3 separate regions of the Sus scrofa genome follow, and all the other regions are linked to region 1. Evidence: chromatin contacts called from public promoter capture Hi-C data. All regions are on one chromosome and are shown on one strand. Each heading gives the region's core, a stretch centred on a gene start, on an enhancer-like site or on the middle of the called end of the contact. The rest is flanking DNA. Distances are from core to core; before and after follow the strand shown.

Region 1 (4,572 bases), core at 1,057-3,556:
CCTAGCAGCCGTCTTGCTTAAACACCTAGCAGCCGTCTACTGCGCTCATGAGACTTCCGCTTCTGCAGGGTTCAGTGGGGCCCTCATGCCTCTGGCCCAGCCCAGCATCCGCTAGCTTAGCTGCCCGGGTGGGGCGACCCGATGTCGAGGGGTTGGGGTCGCCTGGACAATCAGCAAGGACCTTGGGGCTGGCAGAACACGGCGGAGGCCCACACCAGCTTCCTGTAACCAGCTGCTGCAGCAAGAAAAGACCACTCACTGCGGAGCTTAGAAACGTGCTCTCAGGTTCTGAGGTCTGAAATCAAGGTGTCAGCACGGCTGTGCCAGGCAGCCCCGGGCCAAGGACGGGGCCCTTCCCTGCCTCTTCCAGCTTCCCAGTCCCTGCAGTCTCTGGCTTCTTCGCCGTCCGGGGGCTACGTTCCAAGAGTGGACATCTCAGGACAATGCACTTTTATGACTTGACCTGGGAAGCCACACAATGTCACTTTCCTTGTGGGTGGAGGACAGTGCAAAGACCTGCCCCAGGGCAAGGGTCACCCTGAGGCAGAGCCGTGCTCCCTGGAGGAGCACACGGGTTAGGTGCAAACGCCTGGAGCCACACGCGGCAAGACACGACAGTGAGTGCAAAGCCAAGAAGGAGAGCGGAGTACAGAGCAGAGCACCGCGCGGACCTGGAGGCGGACACACAGCCCTTCACACTGAGGAGAACAGCGGGGCGAGGTCCACATGGCACGAGCGCCTCTGCTGGCGGAGGGCGCTACGGCCGCGGCCAAAGGCACTTCCGCTCATTGCAGAGGCCCTGCATCTGCCCGAGACCAGGCCGAGGAGCGTGGCCAGCTCAGCTGTTGTCCACACAAGCGCTGATGGCTGCAGCTGGAGGTGCGGGAAGATAAGCTGTCCCCTCAGCGTTGATGTGGCCCCAGGGTGGGCCGTGGGTTGAGGAAACAGCAAGTGAAAGACTTCCACCTTGAGCGGCCTCAGCACAAGACGCAGAGACTCCCGGCTTAGTTGCACACCTTTTCTACAAGTCCGGCCTTTGAGGTCGCTGCAGGCCAGCGGGCGATGCGCTACCAGGTGAAAACTGTTAAGAGACATCTTCCTGCAGTCGGAGTCCATCTCTACAAAGTGGCCTGGAGAGGTAAGGACCCAGGCAGGGACGCCGAAAACAAGACCCTCCTTGCCCTGAGCAGGGACCTCCCCGATGGCTAAATCCTCCTCCACCCAAGAGGCCTTAACGCTGAGCTGAGCAGAAGAAACGAAAGCACGGACATTAAAACGTCCCTTGGAAGCTGTGGCCCAGATTAGGCCTGGGAGATCCACAGCCCTGGTCAGCTTGGGCGACCGTGGGTGGGGTGCCTGGCAGTGACTCTGACCTAGGGAGGAAGGCGCCTTCACACCGCCTCAAAGACCCCCCTCCCCCCGTCCCCCGCCAAGATGCTCTCGGGGACCGGGGCTGTGCCGGCCGTAGGAAACCAGAAGCCACAGAAAGACTCCCAGGCCGCCCACCCACCCTGAGGTTACGGAGTCAAACGCAACCAAGACGCAGGTCACGCCCACCTGCAGCGCCGGCCCCGCCCCAGCACAGGTTCCGCCCCTTGCTTATCTGGCCAGTCCTCGTTAGGCGAAGCGGAAGGCCCCGCCCCATCTGGTAGCCCCGCCCCTCGCCCCGCCCCCTGCCTCCCGCCCGGCGGGAGCTTGAGACGCCCCTACACTCGCGAGCACCTGCTTCCTCCGCGGCTTGGCGCGCCTAGGGGCCCAGCTCCTGAGGTCTGCGTCCGCGGAAGAAGAGCGCCCCGGTGGGAGCGCCCGGTGGGAGCGCCCGGTGGGGACACGGGCGACGCGGGGCTGCCGCAGGTACAGGTGCACCCAGCCGGTGATCCCGGGCCCGCACCAGGCCCCTCCCCGTCCGCTTTGGCCGAAGGGGCGGTAGCCGAAGAGACCCCGCCCAAAACGTCACGGCCCAGGCCGATGGGCAGGGCCGTCCCCGGCGGAAGCGCGTTGCTGCTGGAGAGGCCCGAACTGAGCGGCCGGCACTGGGGGACCGCTGGGGACAGACAGGTAACACGATCGCCCGCGGGGCCCACAGCACGATCTGGTGGGTGAGAAGTGGTCTCTGCTAGGGAGGGGAGCCTCTCCTGGCACAGGTCTCCAGGGAAGGAGATGCTGCAGATACCAGGGACGCACAGCTGGCGGTGACACCGTCTCCAGGCTGGAGGGGGACCTGCAGATGCAGACGGGGGCTCTGGGGGCGCACAGCGGGAAGGGAGGGGCCTCTGGTTCTTGACAGCCTATTCCTACCCGCCAGGATGGGCAGCAGCTCGCTGTCCGAGGACTATCGCCTGTGTCTGGAGCGTGAACTGCGGCGCGGCCGCGCGGGCGTGTGCGGGGACCCGTCGCTGCGCGCCGTGCTCTGGCAGATCCTGGTGGAAGACTTCGACTTGCACGGGGCGCTGCAGGATGACGCGCTGGCTCTGCTCACCGATGGCCTGTGGGGCCGCGCCGACCTGGCCCCCGCCCTGCGCGGCCTTGCCCGCGCCTTCGAGCTGCTGGAGCTGGCCGCCGTGCACCTGTATCTGCTGCCCTGGAGAAAGGAGTTTACCACCATCAAGGTAGGGCGCCAGGCCTTGTGCGGGTCCCATGCCAAGGCTGCTGGGGGCTGGCCACTATCAGGAGGGCGGCTGCCGTCAGGGCTGAGGGACTTCAGGGTGTCCGCAGAGGACTCCGTGCGCTGAGGGTCCTGGGCTTGCTGGAGCGTTTCTTGGCTGAGTCACTCCTAGGGCTGAGAGCATGGTGTGTGGAGATCACTGCCAGGGTACTTGCCTTCTGGGGGCCTCCTGCTCCTTAAAGCTTGCATTGCTGTCCTCCCCAAGGTGACCTTGTGGCCCCGGTTGGCACAGAAACCCTAGGACAGGCACATGGGAGGGACTTGAGGGTCCAGGTCACCTCAACCCCTCTGCGACATGGACGGAGCCCATTTGTACAAAACATGGAAAGAGAACCTGTTCTCTGAGGCAGGCCGGGGCTGGGTGGAGGTGCCCCTGCACGCCCTAGGGGTGCCCACTAAACAAGAACCTAGTTCACCCCTGGCCCTGGTGGAGGCTGAGCCCAGGGCCAGCATGGCCCCTCTAGGCGAGCTGCACACTGGCAGGAGGCAGCAGGCTGCCCTGCGCCTCTGAGCTAACTGGGAAGAGGAGGAAGTTAATGATGTCACTGGGCCCGTGGGCGCCTGCCTCCGCCTGTTGCCATGGCAGCGGCAGCAGCCTCTCTCTGGAAGGTGAGCTCTGGAGCCCACTGCTCCACTGGGGGACCCATGCTGGTCTGAGGTTCAGTCAAGACCAGAGGGCAGGATCCAGCCCCCAAGGGGGCCAAGGGCAGAACCGGACAGACAGGCCTGCCTTGAGGTGCTCATGGGCTTCAGTGCTGGGCAGACCTCGATGGGGTCTGGTTCTGCCTCCTCCCGCCTGTGTGGTGTGGGGCGAGTTACCTAATCGTGCCGAATCCACTTCTTCCTCTGCGGAACGGACACAAGAGTGTGGGGCGAGGGCACAGCCCTGAGCACACCTGCACGGCGTGCCCCATTGGAGGTCTGTCATAAGCTGCAAGCTGAGGAGCAGGGGTCCCAGAGTCAAGAGCTGCAGACGAACTGCCATCACCATCCTAGGAACCCTCCGAGTTCCCTTGCAGCCCAGAGCTGCGACAACTCCAGGTCCCCTCGGTGTGACGTCAACGGCTCGCCCTCTGTCCTGGTGCGGGAAGCGCTTAGAAATCAATGATCCCAGTTGAGAAGGTGTTTAGGAGGCTGCCTGGTCAGAGGAGCACACAGCACGGATGTTTCTGTGTGTTTGCCCAACCAGAACTCAGCAGGTACACAGGAAACTGATTAGAACGGCAAACCCCCACCGGTGAGGGGGTGGAGGGGACCCAGAAGGCAGGATCTATGCCCCAGGTGAAGTCTGGTAGATCTTTTCAGAATTGAGATTCGTGGGCTTGCCTTAGCCCACGGGATCAGAGCGCCTGGGGGTGGACCTGGGCACCTGCCCACAAAGTTCCTCTGGAGGGAGCGTCAGTGCAGCGCGGCCCGGGCCGGCCTGACCACCTGGGGCCTGAGGCTGCCCAGGTCTGCGGGAAGACGGGCTGCTGCTGACCTGCCCCCTTCCTTGCAGACCTTTTCCGGGGGCTACGTGCACGTGCTGAGGGGCGCGCTCTCGGAGGACCTCCTCATCCAGAGCTTCCGGAAGATGGGCTACGTGCGCAGGGACGCCCACCGCCTCATGGTGGCCGCCCCGCCCCCCGCCCGCCAGCTGGTGCAAGTGGCCCTGGGCTGCTTCGCCCTGCGCCTGGAGTGCGAGATCCTGGGCGAGGTGCTGGCGCAGCTGGGCACCAGCGTGCTTCCGGCCGAGGTGCTGCTGCAGGCACGGCGGGCCAGCGCCGACGTGGCCTCCTGCGTGGCCTGGCTGCAGCAGCGCCTGGCGCGGGAGGAAGAGCCGCCGCCCTTGCCCCCTCGGGGCTCCCCGGCCGTGTGCCGGGCCCGGCTGGACCTGTACCGGGACCTGCAGGAGGACGAGGGCTCGG
Region 2 (4,572 bases), core at 948-3,447, 190 kb before region 1:
CTCTGCTGGGCTTTCCCAACCGTGACGCAGCCCGGCCAACCCTCAGCCGGGCAGAAACAAAGGTTTGCTCCCGTCCGGCCCCCAGGACTCGCCCTCGACGCCCTTTCAGAGGAGTGTGTCTCTCACCACCTTCACGGACAGAACAAAACCGTAAAGACAGGAGGTGACGCAGCAACGAGAAGAGCGGGGTGTGACGAGTACGGAAGCTAAGAAGGGGAGGGCAGGAGCTCCTGCGTCATCACGCACCCCGTGTCACGCTCCCCACACAGACACCAAGGGAGCCTCGCTTGGTTCCCGTGAACCTGGTGCAGGTAATGATGACAGAAAAAGAAGAGCACCTTCGGTGGTTTCGAACAGAGCCACTGGGAACACGACGTCAGTCCCGACCCCAGGGGCCACTGCTGGACACGGATTCCCTGCAGGCACTGCCACGAGAGAGAATTATCTGCCTCTGCAGGTCAATGGGGCATTTCCCACAGTGGCGATTACAGCCTCCAAGGGACTGGGATTCAGGCTGAAGTGTAACCCTGAAGTCTTCATCTGCTTTACCCCATTAAAAACACATTTCACGGAGCTCCCATGTGGCCCGGCAGTAACAAACCCGACTGGTACCCATGAGGACTCGAGTTCAATCCCAGTGGGTTAAGGCTCTGGCGCTGCCTGTGAGCTGTGGTGGAGGCTGCAGACGTGGCTTGGATCCTTCACTGCTGTGGCTGTAGGGTGGGCTGGAGGCTGCAGCTCTGATTCGACCCCTAGCCTGGGAATCTCCATATCCCATAAGTGCAGCCCTAAAAAGCAAAAATAAATAAATAACTGAAAATGCTGGAGCAGCTGTGACCTTACATTTCCTCTTCCATAAAACAGAGTTATGGAGTTCCAGCTATGGCACAGGAGATTAAGAAACCCACCGCAGGAGCTCAGGTGGCTGCCTAGGTGCAGGTTCCATCCCCCAGCCAAGGAGGTGGGTTAAAGGATCCCACGTAGCTGCAGATAAGGCTTAGTCAGTCCCTGGCTCGGAAACTTCCATGTGACACGGGTGGGGCCATTAAAATAAAAACCAAAACAGGGTCTTATCCTACATGACAAGTGAGTAGAAAGCTGACAAGTGAGTAGAAAGCTTACAAGTGACAACCCGTGCAGCCCTGAGCCCAGAAACCCTCAAACAGGATTAGCTATGATTACACTGGCAGAACTGGGCTCGAAGAAGGTCTCAACAAAAAAACACAACACTTGACAAATCCCTTTCACGACATCACATCGGAGGGACAAGTGCGAGACAGAGCAGAAGAAAGCGCCGGAGAAGGCACAGCAGGTCAGCAGCGCAGCGAGGCCTGAACGCAATTTGCTCCCCGTGGGCTCAGGACCACGTGGGTTCAGGGTCAGTGGAATAAGGGGACGGGGGCGGGCGCACCGGAAGCACGGGAACTTCAGAAGGAAAGGGCGAAAGGGGCCCGAGGGAGGAGGGCGGGGCCCGAGGGAGGAGGGCGGGGCCCGAGGGAGGAGGGCGGGGCCCGAGGGAGGAGGGCGGGGCCCGAGGGAGGAGGGCGGGGCCCGAGGGGGGAGGGCGGGGCCCGAGGGAGGAGGGCGGGGCCCGAGGGACCGACGGACTCGGGACTGGGCGGGAGCCCCAGGGCCCTCTGGCAGGGGATGTCACCGCCGCTCCTGGGTTGGCGGGTTCCCTCGCGCGGACCCCGTTCCCCGGCACCGACCCGCGCACCCCAACGGCGCGAGCGCGACGCCGAGGTCAGCCGTCCTCCCTGCCGCCCCGGATCGGTGGGCTCACCTGCCGGACGGGTCCGAACGACTTCCCGCCCGCCCCAGCCGTCCAGCCGCCTCGCCACGGCACGGCGAGCGGGCCGACCACCGCCGGCGGCCGCTGGGACAGGCTCCACGCCCGACCCGACGCCGCTCGGGCGGGCACCCGCGCCCCGCTGCGGCGAACGGGCCAGAGGACGCCACGCCCCGAGCCCACCCGCGCGGTCGCCTAACGCATGCGCCGTAGGGCCGAGGCGCCGACACAGGGGCCTCTGTTCAGGTGTCTACTTGATGGCCTGATGCCGTCGGCCTCTGAACGCGCGCCCTGCCTTGTCCTACCCAGACGCCTTTCCCCGCCCAGACACCTGACCTGCCCAGGGACCGACTCGCACGAGATGCTGAGAGGGGAGCCAGCGCCTTTAGACTTACTTTAAATCGGGCATCTCCGAGGACACGCCCTCCCGGGGTCCTCCGTGGGCAGCGGCTCTCAGAGTCGAGCGCGCGGCGCGCTGGGAACAGGTTCTGCTTGGAACTGGCGGGGCGTGTGCCGGACACCTTCCTTCCCTTGCTCGGATTTTTATTTTCTGCATCACAGAAACTCAGCCAGGCCTGATGTGCTTGCTGTCCAGGAATTTGGACACTGATGGACGCCGGGGGGCCACGCTGCCCGCCCTGCAGCCCAGAGTGAACCGGCCTGTTCCTGGGCAGTGTGGCTGGGCAGACCTGTAGCGACCCTTCGCGTCTCCGGGGACGTCAGCCTGCGCCTCCTCCTCGAAGCCCCACTCCCTCTCCCGAGTTCTGCAAGGGAGCCTTGAGGAAACAGGCTTTTCTTGCACCTGGGAGTGCTGCTGTTTCTGTACATTTTGGAGGCAAAGATGCCTGGGAAAAGGCCCCTAAGCGCGGCGGCCCTCCCCGGGAGTGCCAAAAGGGAACGGAAAGCAATTGCCCTAGACATAAAATTAGAAGTGTTAAGACGATTTGAGATGGGTGAAAAGCTCAGCCAGATCGCAAAGGCCTTAGGCCTTGCCGTCTCCACAGTGGCTACCATCCGAGATAATAAAGAAAAAAATCAAAGCGAGCTCCCAAATCGCCACCCCCTTGCGAGCATCTCGGCTGACCCGCCACCGAAACGCACTCATGGAGACCATGGAGCGATTGTTGCGTGTGTGGCTCGAAGACCACGGCCAGCGGAACGTGGCCCTGAGCGTCTCCGTTATTCAGGAGAAGGCTAAGAGTTTGTTCGACGACTTACAGCGTGAACAAGGTGCGAGCTCCCAGACGGAGACGTTTAGTGCTAGTAAAGGGTGGTTTGTGAGATTCAGGGGACGCCACTGTTGGCCCCACTTGAAGATGCCCAGCACCGCTCCTGGCAAGGAAGACCCGTACCCAGAAGTATTGAAAAGCATCATCCAGGAGGGTGAGTACACCCCCCAGCAGGTTTTTAATGTAGACGAGACAGGGCTTTATTGGAAAAGAATGCCTGAGGGAACACGTCTCTCGTTGGAAGAGAAAACCGAGCGGTGGGTTGTACCATCCAGGGATCGCTTGATGCTGCTTCTTGGTGGTAACGCGGCTGGGGACTTTAAGCTGAAGCCCTTGTTAGTGTACCGTTCAGAAAACCCCAGGGCTCTGAAGGGGTACTCCAAGCCCAATTTGCCTGTAATCTGGCGCTCAAACAAAAAGGCCTGGGCCACCAGGAGCATCTTTCATGAATGGTTCACGTGCTTTTTTTGCCCTGCCGTTGAAAAACACTGTGCCCAAAATAACCTCGCCAGCAAAGCCCTGCTCATCTTAGACAGTGCACCGTGCCATCCAGTAAATTTGAGCGATCTGTCCGATAAGGTAAGGGTGGAGTATCTTTGTGACAGTACAGCCAACCTGATGCAGCCTGTGGGTCAAGGCATAGCGTCTACCTTCAAAGCTCATTACCTAAGAAGGACTTTTGAGCACATCCTCGAAGCAACAGATGGGGAGGAGACTGCTGAGGTCGGGGCGTTTTGGAGAAACTACAGTATCATGGATGCCGTGGACAACATTGCCATAGCCTGGGAGGAGCTCAGACCAGCCACGATGAACAGTGTGTGGAAGAAGATGTGGCCTGAGTGTGTTCAGTTCCAGAACGGCTCCCAAGCAGACAGCATCGCACAGCTTCAAGGGAACTCGTGAGCCTTGCTGACAAAGTGGCTCTCGGAGAGGTGGCGGAAGCTGACGTGGCGCGACTGCTGCGGTCCCACGAGGAGGGTTTCTCGAATGAGGAGCTGATGCAGCTGGAGCGGGAGCCACCAGAAGAGGAGGGCAGCGCGGATGCCGCCCCGGCCCTGCGCCAGCTGACCCCGCAGGAGCTGTCCGAGCCTTCTCACATTTCGAGGCCGGCTTACAGGTCCTTACCAGTCACAGCCCTGATGACGAGTGGAAACGAAAAGTTTCAAATGCCATCAATGATGCAATAAACTGCTACGGGAATTGTACGGCGAGAAGGAGTGGCGCTCGCAGCAGCTCTCCTAGGCTGTCGTCTGGGCGTGCAACCAAACTTAACCAGAGGTCGGTCTCTGGGACTTTGGGGAGGAAGCCCAGCCAAGCCTCTGAGTCCTCTTCTGGTGTTTTCATTTTAACACTTGAAAGCATCACATTTTGTCATTAAAATTTTACTTAAAAATGTGCTTTAAGAAGATTGCGTGAAATAATATCTTGGAAAACTTATTTAAAACAAACCATGAGAAGAGTTTCCTTGTAGTGCAGCAGGTTAAGGATCCAGCATTGTCACTGCAGCAGCTTGGATTGCTGCTGTGGTGCAGGTTCGATCCCTAGCCTGGAAAC
Region 3 (4,572 bases), core at 744-3,243, 170 kb before region 1:
TCTTGCGGCCAAAACAGACTCGAACTGCTAACGCCCAGAGCCTTATGGTAATAAGACAAATGGCCCCTCTTCAAATCGCAGCTCCGTCAGCTCCAAGCTGTGTGACCTTGGGCAAAGGCCTAAACCTTTCTTAGCTTTTCTTTTTATTTTTTTACTTTGATGCCATGCCCATGTCATGTGGAAATTCCCTGGCTAGAGACTGAACCCCCATCCCAGCAGAAACCCCAAGTCACAGCAGTGACAACACCAAATCTTCAACCCACGGAGACACCAGGGAACGCTTGGCTTTGCTTAGGAGTTCTCATGTTCGAATGGGGAAAATAAGTCCTCACCGCACAGGGTTACAGATTAAATTCGTCAGTACAAAGTTCTCAGTACCTTGGCCAAAAATAAATACCAGCTGCCATCTGCTGTTATCAACGTCAATATTAAGAATCAGACTGGCCTGATTCAATGCTGTCTCTTGCCATAAATAAGGGAAAACACACTGCCTCCCGCCCGGAGTGGGGGCAGAACTAAAAGGACTGGCATATGTGGCAGTGAAGCCCAAAACCCAAAGTCGCTGTAGAGGAAACTGTGTCTGACACCATGTGACGAGCAGCCCGACCCCAGGAGACTGAGGTGGGGGGCGGGGGGGGTTCCCCTGAGAAACCTCCCAGCATTTTAAAATATGGCCAGGGGAGTTCCCTGGTGGCCTCATGGTTAGGACCCAGCCCTCTCCCTGAAAGTTCAATCCTGGTCTGGGAACTGAGAGCCCACATCAAAAAAAGCTACCACTGCAGGCCATAGCCAACATTTTTTTAAATTAAATTAAAAATACATAAATGGCCAGAGAAGCTCTGAGAAGGAATACCTCCCCACTCCCGGCAGGGCTCCTGGGGCTCCAGTTCCTTCAGGAAAAGCAGCTTTCATTAACCTCGCCACGGGCAGTCAGCAGGGATGTGGAGGCCGAGGAGGGCAGAGAAGTGGGGTTGCCCATCTCTCCCAGCCTGCTTCCCCCCTGCCAAAGTGCACAGTCCAGGGCAGAAGGAGGCCACTGACACATGGGCCCAGCAATGAGGGCGTGGGGGCTGCCTCTGCAGGAAGCACCACCACCCTCACCACCCCACCAGGCACGCCCCACAACAAGCCCTGCACCCGGAATTCAGGCCGGGTCTCCCAGGGGCAGGCAGGAAGGTGGACACTCAGAGGAAAGGACACCAGTCCTCGGCCCCCTCCAGAGACCGCCTCTCTGGGGGTGTGGACTCCACTGACTTTGCTTTAAAGGAAACCTCAGAATGAAGCCCAGGGCTCTGGGGCACCTGCATCAGCCTCCCACACCCAGGCGCCGGGCTCCAAGAGGTCCTGTCATCACCCCTGCTGCCACCAGGGGCTCCCGGGCTCCTACCTGCTCACACCTGGAAGGAGGCCCACCGGGACCGCTCCGGGCGCAGGGCCTGTGTTACTGTCCCTTTAAGGAGCCTGAGTCACCGAAGCCTTGCGCCACCTCCTCGAGGAGGACAGCCCCACCCTTCCCCCACAACAACAACACACACGCCCAGGACCCTGCGCCCCCCGCCCATTTCACAGACTGGCCCGGCCCCCAGCACAGGGTGGCCCTGTCTCGGGGACCCCCCCACGCCCCGGGCCTCACAGATCCTACGACAACGCGTGTCGACAGCCGGAAGCAGTGACAGTGTCACCTGGGGTGGCCGCGTCCACCAAACCCCGCCGGAGCAGGGTGGAGACAGCTGAGGTCACCAGCCCCCTGTGCCACCCGGGGAGGGGCCTGGCGGCCCAGAGTCCCGCTGTGCGCTCCGGCGGGGCCTCGGCGGGTCCCGGGGCCCCGGCGTCCGCGCGGGAGAGCCCCCCCGCCCCGGGCTCCAGGCCGGCGCCCCGGGCCCCGGCCCGCGCCTCCCGCCCCGCGCTCACCTGACCGCCGCCGCCACCGCCCCCGCTACATGGTGGCCGCGCCCTCGCTGCGCTGCAGCCGCCGCCGCCCGCTGCTGCCGCCTGCGGCCCGGAGGCGCACGGCAGCCGGAGGCCGCACCCCCAGCCGACGCGGAGGCCGCACGTCCCACTCCGGGAACTGGGCCCGCGGGGTCCCGCTGTTCAGGACCGGGGGCAAGAGGAAGTCCCCTTGGGGCTCGGCGGGCTAGGAACCCGACGCGGGCCCATGACGATGCAGACTCGACCCCTGGCCGGGGAAGCTGCATGCGCTGCACGTGCAGGCCCAGAAAGCAAAAAAATAGATGGTGTGAAATAAAATTCCTACGTCATGGCAAGACAAGAAAAATTTCAACAGCCGCTCTGCCCTTGGGCCTCTCGCCCCTCGCTGTGCCCGGAGGACCTGCATTTCTGCACCCCCCCGCCCCCCCGCCCCGCCCACATGGCAGGAATGCCTGTTCAGCCACCAACAGCCACGTTTTCCCAGCTCCAGCATCAGGAGCTCAGATCTGGATTGTGCCAAGTGTCAGTAATACGTCATTTGATGTCCAGCCCTCTGTCGTAAAAAACTGCCATAACCGATTGACTTCTAATGGGCAGAACTGTCCTCAGAGCTTTCTAGATGCTCTTCCCAGGTCATAATTCTCAAATGTGGCTCGAATAAAGTTTCCAGCTTTTTGGAATTCCCATCGTGGCTCAGTGGAAACGAATCCGACTAGTATCCATGAGGTTGCAGGTTCTATCCCTGGCCTCGCTCAGTGGGTTAAGGATCTGGCGTTGCCGTGAGCTGTGGTGTAGGTCGCAGACTCGGCTCGGATCCCGAGTTGCTGTGGCTGGGGTGTAGGCTGCCGGCTGCAGCTCCAATTCAACCCCTAGCCTGGGAACCTCCATATGCCAAGAGTGAGGCCCTAAAAAAAAAAAAAAAAAAAAAAATTCAACTTCTTTCTCACATCTCCTGATTAATTTTTTATTCACAATGGTAAAGAAGGGGACTGCATTTTCTAGATTTTTCCTTAATCACAAAAGTCCTAATTTAAATCAAAAGCAAACGTTCTTTTTAAAAAAGCTGGTATTTAGGAGTTCCCCTGTGGCTCAGCAGGGTAAGGATCCTGTGGCGGTCACTGCTGTGGCTCCGGTTACAGCTGTGGCACAGGTTCAGTCCCTGGCCCGGGAACTCCCACATGCCGTGGGCACGGCTAGAAACAAAATTGGCATTTAATCTTCTTTTAAACCCTGGGAGCTGAGGGAAAAAGGAAGAGGGGACCTCTGTGCAGTCAGCTTCCAGCTACCTGACCCCGTGTGGCCTTCGCAGCTCGCGAGGGGAGAAGGTGCTCCAATTCTTCCCTCTCACTGAGGACACCGGAGGCCCAGCGGGGCTGCTCAGCAGCGGTGCAGGAGTTGAGGAAGCCCCGTCTGTCTTCACCACCCTCCACCACCCCCACATCAGAAACGAAAGGCTGGAGTTCCCATCATGGCTCGGTGGTTAACGAATCCAACTAGGAAACGTGAGGTTGCAGGTTCAATCCCTGATCTCGCTCAATGGGTTAAGGATCCGGCGTTGCCGTGAGCTGTGGTGTAGGTGGCAGACGTGGCTTGGCTCCTGCATTGCTGTGGCTGTGGCGTAGGCCGGCGGCTGCAGCTCCGATTCCTCCCCTAGCCTGGGAACCTCCATATGCCACGGGAGCGGCCCTAGAAAAGGCAAAAAGACAACAACAACAAAAAGAAACCAAAGGCTGCAGCAAGAGTTTTGTTTGCTTTCTGCACAGCTTTGGGGCCTAGGATGCTGCCTGGATACGTGGGTGCCTAATGACAGGGCCTGAGGGAGGGACAGTCCCCAGGAGAGGAAGAATGTTCCACCTGGCAGGGGCCCACTCCCACGGTGACACAGCAGGGAGCAGGCAGAACCCGAGGAGCCAGACAGACGCTAAGCAAAGAAGCCGATGAGTAGCAGGTGTGACGCTCAAGAAGCAAATAAGCAGGATGCCAAGTGTATGAAAAGCTGGGGAAGAGGACATGCCAAGCCCCAAAGCGGAGGAAGCAGAGGACCGCGGGCAGCCGGCAAGGGCCCAAAGCCAGATGTGTGAACGCCTGGAGCCCACGGGGCCAAGGTTTGCAGAAGAGAACTCAGGTCGCGTGGCCAGAAAGGTGCAGAGAGAGGGGATTGGAGGTGGGAGGGGCCGTGGGTCAAGGTAAACACTCTGGCTATTTTTTTTTTTTTTTTGGCTTTTTAGGGCCACACCTGTGGCATACAGAGGTCCCCAGGCTAAAGGTCCAATTGGAGCGACCGCTGCTGGCCTGCGCCACAGCCACAGCCACGCAGGATCTGAGCTGCGTCTGCGACCTACACCACAGCTCACGGCAACGCTGGATCCTTAACCCACGGAGCGAGGCCAGGGATCGAACCCGAAACCTCATGGTTCCTCGTCAGATTCATTTCCACTGCGCCACAACAGGAACTCCCACACTTGGGCCTTGATGGTGGTGAGAGACTCAGTCACTGCAGTGGCAGCACCAGGCCTAAACCCTCTGAGCCACCAGGGGCCTCTGCGAGCTTCTTCTCTCCTCAGGGCTTTGTCGAGGTGTAACCGACATGCAGCAAACGGAGTGTTGAAGTGCACAGTCGGATCCGTCTTGACACATGCATAC

What was found. Promoter capture Hi-C pulls out the DNA fragments that hold promoters and counts their contacts.
Region 2: a promoter capture Hi-C map of liver shows a contact between it and region 1, with 4 times the contacts expected there. The contact joins the promoter of LOC100738955 here to the promoter of SPATA2L in region 1. A contact is called at or near these places in 1 of 5 promoter capture datasets (liver), 1 of 47 Hi-C or Micro-C datasets (heart right ventricle) and 1 of 2 datasets of contacts at active chromatin or transcription factors (alveolar macrophages).
Region 3: a contact with region 1 is called in a promoter capture Hi-C map of liver, with 2.3 times the contacts expected there. The contact joins the promoter of DEF8 here to the promoter of SPATA2L in region 1. A contact is called at or near these places in 4 of 5 promoter capture datasets (fetal liver, fetal skeletal muscle and liver), 4 of 47 Hi-C or Micro-C datasets (alveolar macrophages, embryonic fibroblasts and heart right ventricle) and 2 of 2 datasets of contacts at active chromatin or transcription factors (alveolar macrophages and skeletal muscle).

Annotation. Positions count from the first base shown.
Region 1 is chr6:326,228-330,799 of Sscrofa11.1, forward strand. SPATA2L (spermatogenesis associated 2 like) reads left to right here and starts at 2,307. Exons shown (of 3, transcript NM_001177918.1): 1 at 2,307-2,609; 2 at 4,164-4,572. The coding sequence starts at 2,307.
Region 2 is chr6:137,704-142,275 of Sscrofa11.1, forward strand. It overlaps LOC100738955 (AFG3-like protein 1), which reads right to left and starts at 2,198. Exons shown (of 13, transcript XM_021095981.1): 1 at 2,185-2,198; 2 at 1,784-2,025. The coding sequence starts at 2,198. It overlaps CENPBD1 (CENPB DNA-binding domain-containing protein 1), which reads left to right and starts at 1,941. Exons shown (of 2, transcript XM_021097032.1): 1 at 1,941-2,819; 2 at 2,821-4,572. The coding sequence starts at 2,631. The coding sequence ends at 3,921. DEF8 (differentially expressed in FDCP 8 homolog) reads right to left here. Exons shown (of 12, transcript XM_021097025.1): 12 at 3,151-4,572.
Region 3 is chr6:158,943-163,514 of Sscrofa11.1, forward strand. DEF8 (differentially expressed in FDCP 8 homolog) reads right to left here and starts at 1,994. Exons shown (of 12, transcript XM_021097025.1): 1 at 1,912-1,994.